2 separate regions of the Zea mays genome follow, and region 1 is linked to region 2. Evidence: chromatin contacts called from public Hi-C data. All regions are on one chromosome and are shown on one strand. Each heading gives the region's core, a stretch centred on a gene start, on an enhancer-like site or on the middle of the called end of the contact. The rest is flanking DNA. Distances are from core to core; before and after follow the strand shown.

Region 1 (5,127 bases), core at 2,585-5,084, 270 kb before region 2:
AATCCGAAGGTCACTGGCATGGTGATCTTGCCCAGTGCTACAATCTGTCTTCCTCCGAAACCACAGAGAGGGTGTGTAGCATCATGAATCTTATCTTCTGGCTCTTGCATTTGTCTGAAGGCCTTAGCAAATATAATATCAGTTGCACTGCCTGTATCAACCAAGACATTGTGGACCAGAAACCCTTTGATAACACAAGAAATAACCATAGCATCGTTATGAGGAAAATCCTTGAGCTGAAGATCCTCCTGGGAGAAGGTGATTGGAATGTGGGACCATCTTGACTTGATGAAGGGTCCCTGCACTCCAACATGTTGTACTCTTCTCTGTGCCTCCTTCTGTTTCTTGTTAGCCGGTTCTGAGCATGAACCGCCTGTTATCGGGAGAATCAGCTTCGGAGCCGAAGCAGCTCCAGCTTGGTTCTTGAACGAAGCCATTGTCTCAGGAAAGTGGAAGTGAGTTCACCGGAGGTGGGCGCCAATGTTGGGGACTTGTTCTCAAATGCTATGAATTAAGAGCAAGGCAACATAAAATGTTAAGTGTTAATGCCCTTCGTCCAATGAAGCATTATTCCCTTAAGGATTAATGAACTTTGGACGAAGGTTTAAGAAAATATGATTACAAAGATTAATCTTCGTAATTGAATCTTAATAGATTGAATAAAGTAATATAAAATACGAAGCGTCAAAGGAGAATAAATTATAAACGAATAACATTACTTTCATATTATATCGATTTAATACATTTAAGCATTGGATACAATTGTACCTTTGCCTTGGCAAAAGATTGATTCCCAAATGGCGCGATCACTATTACCAGAATCCGTGAACAGTAAAGGAAAACTGTTCACTATTTATAGACACGGAACACAGCCTGTGAGGAATTACAATTATGCCCCTCACAAGGGATTACAACAGCGACTCAAACATTTATGGACTAAAAGGTCATTCTACTTTTATGTCGGTTTGTAATTCCGAAGCTTCATGAAGAGGAATCTTCGGTCATCACATGCGGGCAGCTTCAGCCGAAGTTGTTTCTTCCTACAAGACCTTCGGCGACGAAGCATAGTCCCAACAACGTTGACCTCCACAGTGCGCCCCATGCAGACGCACTGCTGATAAATTGCAGAGTCGTAGGGTGGGGCCTATACAAAGTACTTGCCAATAACGACAGGCAGTTCGATGTCATTTTCCTGCATACCTTTGATCGTATGGGCATAAACCATAGCCTGCTCAAGCCAGCAGACAACCCCCTCTATGGCTTCAGAGGAAAAGGGACCTTTCCACTCGGTGAAATAGAACTAACGTTATCACTCGACACAACGCTAAATGCAAGAAGCCAGCATATCACATTCGACATAGTTGATATGGTTTACCCATACAATGTCATCATGGGACGAGGATCCATCAACAAACTTGAAGCATCTATACATGGACTATACATATGCCAAACATCATAGGTGTAACTCCCTAAGACTATCTCCACCAGCTTACTCATCCACGTATTCATATTCAAACTCTACTCGCAAACAGTGTAGAACAGTAAAAAAACAATGTTTTAATTAAACAATGAGTAAGGCCCTGTTTGGGAACAAAGTTTTTGAAAACCACAGTTTTTGAAATACTACAGTATACTTTAGTCATGACAATACCGCAGTTTACAATACCGCAGTTTTGAAAACTGAGGTCCAGAGCTAAGTTTAGAATGCCTTAAAACAACTATAGTATTTGCAATACTTCAGTTTTGAAAACAGAGATTTTAGCTAGCTTGCCAAACATCATTCTGTATATAATACTGCAGTATTTGAGAATACTGCAGTATTCTTCCAAAACTGTGAAAAAACTTCACTCCCAAACACCCCCTAAACTAGTAGACACGGTCTAATGAGATGAAACAACAGTATAAGGTAGGCAAGATGACAAGATTCCATCAAATGCAAAGCGATTGCAGCGATTTCAGACTGTCCATGCTGCTAAAATGGAGTTTTGTCCTTTCTGGACTTGACTTCAGTGGTTAACTAAAAGGCAACGACAGGCAACGCAGGGTGACAGGGCATAGAGCAAGCTGAATAACATATTGGTTTATGAGTTGATTTGAGATTATCTAGTTACTTCTGTCCGCAAGAATTCCCATATTCAAATTGAGTTAAGAAACGAGTTTGCCTGATGTTAGAATTGAATTGAAAAAAACAACACAAAATTTCATGGTGGTGTATGAGCAATACCAGCTACTCTCCATCGGTTTCAAATTATAAAACATTTTAATAAATAATTTTCACGGTGTACCTAGACATAATACATAACTTATAACTTTGTGCATAGCAAAAGTCATAAATGTAGAAAGTCAAAACATATTACAATTTGAAACAAATGGAGTAAAATCGCTTTGCTGTTTAAATGGTTAGCTGACAATAGACAATGAACTGAACTTGGGCCTGTGTGCTTACATTTGTTGTATTCCAGATCCTGCAGAATTGCTTGTCTGCTGCAGTTCTCTCCTTGGCACCCCTGTGTAGCTAGGTATTACATGCGCAGTCAGTATTTTCGTTCATGGATGCAAGGATTTTTTGTCGGCTGTCGAGCAACCATCCTGGGTATTCCATAATGAAATCAAGAATTGATGAGCTCATGGAAATAGGGATTGCAGGTATTGAATCAAACAAAGCAATCTGACAGCAGCAACTACAACCATGAACCAAGCCTCCACAGATCACAATCAGTAGCAACTTCAACTGGATAAAAACAAAATCAAGAACAAAAAAAGATACGGCCAGAGCAACTAACTGCAACCAACGATTTGTTCCATTCCAGCAAGATTGATTGATACATACAGGAAGCCCTCGATCACCAAACTTTCGTCTGATAAACCATCCATCAGACAATCTAAACCTAACCAAAGATAGAAAACACCCTAACACTACTAATCGACGAAACTTGAGCGACGGGGGGACTTCATGCATGTTGGAGCTCCAGTTCGAACAAGTCAGAGAAACCTGCAACCGCCGCCGCGGCCGCTTAGAACTCCTGGGATGCGGAACCGATGTCGGCCTTGCCCTTCCCACCGGCCTTCTTGGGCAGCAGCGTCTGATGAATGTTGGGCAACACACCTCCGGCGGCGATGGTGACAGCTCCGAGCAGCTTGCTGAGTTCCTCGTCGTTGCGCACGGCGAGCTGGATGTGACGCGGCACGATGCGGTTCTTCTTGTTGTCGCGCGCCGCGTTGCCCGCCAGTTCCAACACCTGCAGGCAAACGATTATGAGCGTACCGCAAAGATTCAACAAACATCCAAACGGATTCGCTAAAGGGAGGGGGAGAGAGAAATGGAGGGCAGGGAAAAGAAGAGGAGGCAGTTACCTCTGCCGCGAGATACTCGAGGACGGCGGAGAGGTAGACGGGCGCACCACCGCCGACGCGCTCGGCGTACTTGCCGGCCTTGAGGTAGCGCGCGATGCGGCCGACGGGGAACTGCAGCCCGGCCTTGGTCGACCGCGACAAAGCCTTGGACCCCTTGGGCTTGCCCCTGCCGCCGCCGGAACTCATATTCGCCTCTTCTCGTCCGAGACTACTCTCTCGCCCAGTCTACTCGACGGAATCGCGGACACGCTGGTATGGCGGTGGTGGATTTGGGCGGAAGTGGGATGAGGAGAGGCGGCGAGGCGGGGTTATATGTAGAGGCCGCGGGGAAGACTGGCGGAGCGGGCGGGGCGCGGATCGCTGACGTGGAAGAGGCGAGGGCCGTCGGATCGGAGAGCGGGCGCGCCCGCGTGCAAGCGCGGGATCTCGCGTTTGGGCGGGGGGGGGGGGGGGGGGGGGGGGGGAATTAAACTCGTTTTCGCTTTGGCGGTTGGATTTCCGCGCGGCAGACGCAGAATTTGGAAAGGCGCCTGCGATTCCGGTTCCCCCAAATAGCAGTTTGACAAGAGTCCGGCGCACCGGCACCGCGCACGCACGCACGTGGCTGCTTGGGCTGGGCCTGAATCTGAGTGGACCGACGGTTTGGTGGTCGATTGCAGAGTGACGCAAGGCCCCTTTCGCTGGTTAATGAAGTAGTATCAGTATCATGGTACTTTGATTTTTTTTCCCTAATTTAAACATCAAAATCAAGTCTTCAGAATAGCCTTCAACGCTGCGGGCGAAGTCATCCTTGCAGGCTTCAAGATAGCCTTCAGAACGTTAGCTATCCTTTTTCCTTTTCGAGGTATCCGTCTAGGCGTTGTCTAAATCTTGGGCGAGACCCAAGCTTCAACTTGGATTGGCATCTTTACACACTACACGAAAATTAAGACCTATCAGAATGTTGCAACACAATAAATAAAAATAAATATGAGTCAATATAGCTCCGTAGGTGCAGGCAACAGAACCTTCGGCCTTTCGAACTTTGGCTTGTCAGTTTGCACAACCTCAACATCAGTCTATGTGGGGGACAGATATCTCTGGGTCCACTAGAAGATTAAAAGACCTCGTGAAAGGCTCTGGGCCCGATATTTCGTAAGGTCATCCCTTCCTGGGCCTGGGGAGGGACGCTCGGGGAAGTGGATCAATACAAGATCGGATCAACTCGAGCTCAGACGCAACAGATTCGAGCAACATCCACGGCAGTAACCCGACTTTCCCGCACTGCGTCCTCAAGCATCGGAACTGAACGGTGATAAGTCGGCAAAATTATAGGAAGATATGCTCAGTTAGTTCACTATTACTCATGATCATGTTGTTATCATATCCGCATGTAACGCCTCACGGTCGAATATATAAGGCCTAGGGGCATCCCCTCAAAAACATCTCACTCCTTAGGCATTTACTCAACTCTCTAGCATCTCCCATACTAGAGAACTCTCTTGTAACCCACCACACAAAAGACCCACACCAGGACGTAGGGTATTACGCATCTCAAAGCGGCCTGAACCTGTACAAGATTGTCTATTGTTTCTCGTGCATCTGGCACGAACCATCGAGTTACAGTCGGTAACATCGTCCTACTCCAAAAAGCACCTCGAGGGGCAACCCCGGGTGCGCGATCAGACCCAAAACACCGACAGCTGGCGCGCCAGGTAGGGGGTGTGTCACTGATCCAAGCTAGCTCAATGGCCATCACTTTTCAGCACAAGATCGTCCTCCGCCCTGGATCCG
Region 2 (4,743 bases), core at 1,080-3,579:
CACCATGGTGTTACAACACAGGAGTACGCAAAAGAGCCTCTAGCGTAATGGTTAAGGCTTGCGAGTAGCACCTCCAAGTCCCAGGTTCGATCCCCCTCGGAGGCGAATTTCGGGCTTGGTTAAAAAAATCCTCGTTATGCCCTGCCCACTCCTGGGTTACGTCCTGCGCGTCACCCTCCGGCTGGGCCGTTGCAAAGTGGGCGGTGACAGCCCACTAGTGATGGGGGCCAGGGTTCGGGGATTTTCTCAGCCGGGACCATGTTTTGGTCTCTTCTTAATATAATACCGGGAGGGCAGCCTTTCCCTCCCCGGCCGAGTTTTTTACAACATAGGAGTACAGGACCCACAGATCCCGCTGAAACAGAACAAGAATAAAATCAAACTATATATGGACGATGCATAGGCTAGGTTAGTGCTCCACAGAAGCAGTAGGCAAACCCATCCCCATAGCCGACCGGATGGATCAAACAGAAGGAAAGATTCAGGTTTGACTGCTCACGGCAAATAAGAGACCATACGGAAAAATCGAACAATCTAAACGAGTTAGGGCTTACCGGCAGATCTGAACAGATCCCCACTCAGCGCCATCCTGGCAGAAGAAATGGGGCAAGGAGGAACACCTGCCAAGTGAGTGAGTGAGTGAGTGAGTGAGAGGGGTAAGGGGTGAGAGGGGGGATGGATGCCGGCAGGGAGGAGGCTATGAATGTGTTGTCCAGTGGAAGGGGGTGTCGCCAGCTACCGAAAAGTTGTTTTCCCCCTTTGGTTGAGAAAATAAGGAGAGTCAAGCAAATCTCCGTCGTTTAATAAGCTGGTGCCTACTCATTTGTGCCAAGACCTATCACAAGGTCTTGTTTTGATCTGATGACACCTAACTTTCCAATACCATGATTTGACAACTACGGCAAGACAATTTGCTTTGGCTCTATGATTTGTTATTACAGCCAGCGTACACAATCAATTGGGCTGTACAGATTTTGTAAACCCAATTTATTGAAGTTGGACTTTACTCCCATAATTTAGGACTTCATAAATTTTTAGTTTACACCAAAATCCAACGGTTTAAAACCAAACCAAATACCAGGATACCCAAGAAGCAAGATAATTTATTTGGGAAACCTAGATTCCAAAAATATTTACTTATTTAGTAAAAAAATAGAACCTCGATTTTGTCATATCTATTATTTTTTAATGCATAAATGATAAAACATCTAGTGGAGAGTTCTTTCGTCTCAAAACTTCACCAAAAAAATGATTTTTTGCTGCCGCACACTAAACTAGAAACATTGAATCGTGGATATTGATGCAAGTGTTGCTGCCAAATCATGAGCCATCCGATAGGAAACTTTAGCGCAGATAACCATTTGAATATGAACCCTTTATGTAAAAAATCCTCTTTTTGTTGGTTACCTAGAACTACATGTAAAGTTGTACTCCTATAAAGCATGTAGACATGGAAGCTTTCGCTTGTACACATTCAAAGCACATCTGTCTCAATTGGAAGTTGAGAAACTGCCCTAATTCCATTTAAAAGCAAAAAAAGGCAGGCTACAATGCATTGATCATTTCAGGTGGAAAGTTTAGTCTTTTCACAGTTAAATAGCAGATAGCACGAACTGAGCCAGTAACATCGTAACAGCAGCAAATAAACCATAGGATTGGAAAAGGTGGAACCCGAACAGATTATTAGTATAGTGTGAAAAAACATACAAAAAAATGAATAGATGCCGCTTTTTAGTCACTATGGATCCTTCATGTAAAAGTTGACACCAAATTGGCCAACCTCACTGGCAGGGGCGTTACAGGGGGCGTGCAAGATAAAATCGAGTGAATTCAATTAAGAGCAAGAAATCAATAACCAGAGTAATTATCTAGTGACTAAATGCATACAAGCATGGCAAGGTAGCAGTACAGCTAAGCGACAACGTACTATGACAGCTAAGCGAACTGAGCCATGGATGACTAAGGACCATGCCCAGCAGCAGCAGGCAAGCAAACAAATCCAACCCCGAACAAATTCGGGGTTGCGGTCGATCGCACACAGGGCATAAAGCGCAGGGCACCCCGCGACCCGGTGGGCGGGCGGGCGGTGGGCCTGGCGTGAGGGGCTTACCGGCGAGTTCCGGCGCATCCCCGCCCGAAGCCGCCATCCCGGCGGCCGACGGGTGGGGTCGGAGGATGGACGGTCTCGCCTGCCAATGGAGCGAGCGTGGTGGGGGGGACGGGCCAACGGCCGGACCAATCCCGTCGAGGCGAGCGGGCGGCGATAGCGTACGTAGGTTGTTAGCGCGCGGCGGCGGAGAGGACTCCACCAAGGGTTTGTGTTTGCTCGATCGAGCGGTGCTGTGCACGCCGGGAAACGACGTCCCAAGTTATTAGCAACTTTGGTTTCGGTCAGATTCTTTTGCCCTTTTTCCTCCCTTTTTTTGACGCGGACGAGAGGTAATCTGACAGATTTGTGGTGCAACTTGCAAGAGGTTGAATTTGCTCGAGAAATGTTAGTCGATTTTGATCGTTCCTTCTTTATATTTCTAAAAAATTCCAATATATTCTATATCTACAGAGGCGGATCCATAGGAGTAAAGTAGATCATGACCTCTCAATTTTATATAACCTCTTATACTTAATGTACACTTATGGTTAAATATAGAAAAAATTATGTTTTGATAGGGGTCTCGTCAGATCAGTCTAGTCCTTCTGACAGCGTCCTTCTCCTCAACCTAGTTCTCGCATCTATCTATTCATCCCTATCCATCCCGACATTGCTCAATCTAGTCCTTTCATATGCCCCCCTTCTCAGTGTCCCTGCCCTTGCTCGTTGTCGTCGCGACGCTGGCCCATCGAGTAGCCCCGATCTCGCTCGCAGTGATGATGCAACCCGTTCCCGGTAGTCGATGAGCTTGGATGAATCAGCGAGCTCTGTCTCTCAACTGAAGACATCGTGTGACCTTGTCCCTTTCTTAGTGCCCCACTTTTTCGAGAGATAGACATTCGATAAGGTACACACGACATTGGTTCGATCAGCAAAAAAATAACGATATGTTTCATAGTTATCTTCTTTAAACTTTTATCATATATGGATATAAAACTTGAATTCAATGCAAAAAATAGTTTTTTATAGTATTACTTAATTTTGTCATGTGGTTTTTTGGCCCCTATAAATTTTGGTCCTGCATCCGCCACTGTATATCTATATCTATTTATACTTATATACATATTATTATATACTATATAATTCACCGGTTTAAAATTTACAAAATTCACTCAATCAAATCACTCCCACACTTGTAACCTTCACTAAATCCACCAATCAAATTACATCCAGACTTAACACATCATCAAAACTAATGATTCAAATAGTTAGATAACACTCTCTCTCTTTTACTTAAATTCAACGGACAATATTTGTCGGTGTTTCGGACCCGGGGGACTCTCAACCGGACCGACTAGTGAATTTTGTGTCGCGTGCCCCTGTCCAGATGGGTTGATGCAAGATGGAACACAAGAGGGGGATGAGGCTTATGTTATCTTGCACCGGGGGTGCTTGCAGTAGGGGTTACAAGCTGAGCGAGGGCGAGAGAGAGAGAGAGAGAGAGGGAGTTCGGCCTTGAGTCGACTGAGTTAGCCTCCTCCGCGTCTCTCCCACTTTTTCTGCATCCGCTCCCCCTTCTCCTTTTGGAAGGCCCTGGACATCCCCTTTTATAGATATAAGAAGATGGTCTAGTTGTACAATGGGGTGTAGCTATGTGCTAACGTGACCGACGGAGAAGCGCTTGAGCCCTGTAGAAGCGTAGATGGCGGTGCGGCATGGATCCTGCTGACGTTTCCTTGCTTCCGTAGAGAGCTTGGGGACTATTGACGTCATGGACGCACGCGGGGAACCATCATTACCTGTTACCGGAGTAATCTAGATGTGACTCCAGTCTTGTTCCTTCGTAGCCTGAGGTGGCTAGCTAGAGGTAGGGTAATGATGTATCCCCTGTAGCGTAGTCGGTCCGAGGCCGAGGTCGGGTGAGGCGGCGACTCCTCCCGAGGCCGAGGTCGGGCGAGGCGGAGAACTTCCCCCGAGGCCGAGGCTGAGACCGAGGCCTGGGGTCGGGTGAGGCGGAGCTCCCTGTTGTGTCCGAGGCCGAACTCGGGAGAGGCCGTGACTTACTGTTGTTAGTCTTACCCTGGTGGTTGACACAGTAGCCGGAGCAGGGCGAACAGTGTTGTTTTCCTGTCAGAATGGTCAGTAAAAGGGCGAAGTGACTGTGGTCACTTCGACCTTGCCGACTGAGGCACGCGTGTCAGGATAAGGTGTCAGGCGATCCCCGCATTAAATGCGCATGCGATACGGTCAGTTGGTAAGACGATTTGGCCGAGGTCGCTGCACGACAAAGTTTGCCCGAGCTTGGCTTCGGGCGAGCCGAGGGTGCGCCCACTGCCTGTGGAGGCCCTCGGGCGAGGCGTGAATCCGCTCGGGACTACTGTTCCCGCCCGAGGCTGGGCTCGGGCGAGGTGAGATCGCGTCCCTTGGCAGACGAGGCCTTGACTTGAACCGTGCTTATCAGCCTTTACGGTTTGTTCTGAAGACGTTTTCCAGTCGTGTTTAGGAGTGTTGGGGGTACCCCTAATTACGGTACCCGACAGTAGCCATCGAGCCTCGAAGGGAGTGTAGGCACTCGCTTGGAGGTTCTGCCGGATTTTTTGTAAGGGGACCAGCCTTTCTCGGTTATATTTTGTTCCGATGGGTGCGCGCGAGCG

What was found. A called contact is a pair of places that touch in the nucleus more often than the background predicts.
Region 1: a contact with region 2 is called in a Hi-C map of endosperm, with 2.6 times the contacts expected there. The contact joins the promoter of LOC103640970 here to the promoter of LOC100280056 in region 2. A contact is called at or near these places in 3 of 25 Hi-C or Micro-C datasets (ear, endosperm and tassel).

The regions. Positions count from the first base shown.
Region 1 is chr10:26,962,350-26,967,476 of Zm-B73-REFERENCE-NAM-5.0, reverse strand. LOC103640970 (probable histone H2AXb) reads right to left here and starts at 3,834. Exons shown (of 2, transcript XM_008664402.4): 1 at 3,355-3,834; 2 at 2,775-3,239. The coding sequence starts at 3,540. The coding sequence ends at 3,015.
Region 2 is chr10:26,693,947-26,698,689 of Zm-B73-REFERENCE-NAM-5.0, reverse strand. It overlaps LOC100280056 (VIN3-like protein 1), which reads right to left and starts at 2,329. Exons shown (of 4, transcript NM_001152996.1): 1 at 2,111-2,329. The coding sequence starts at 2,147.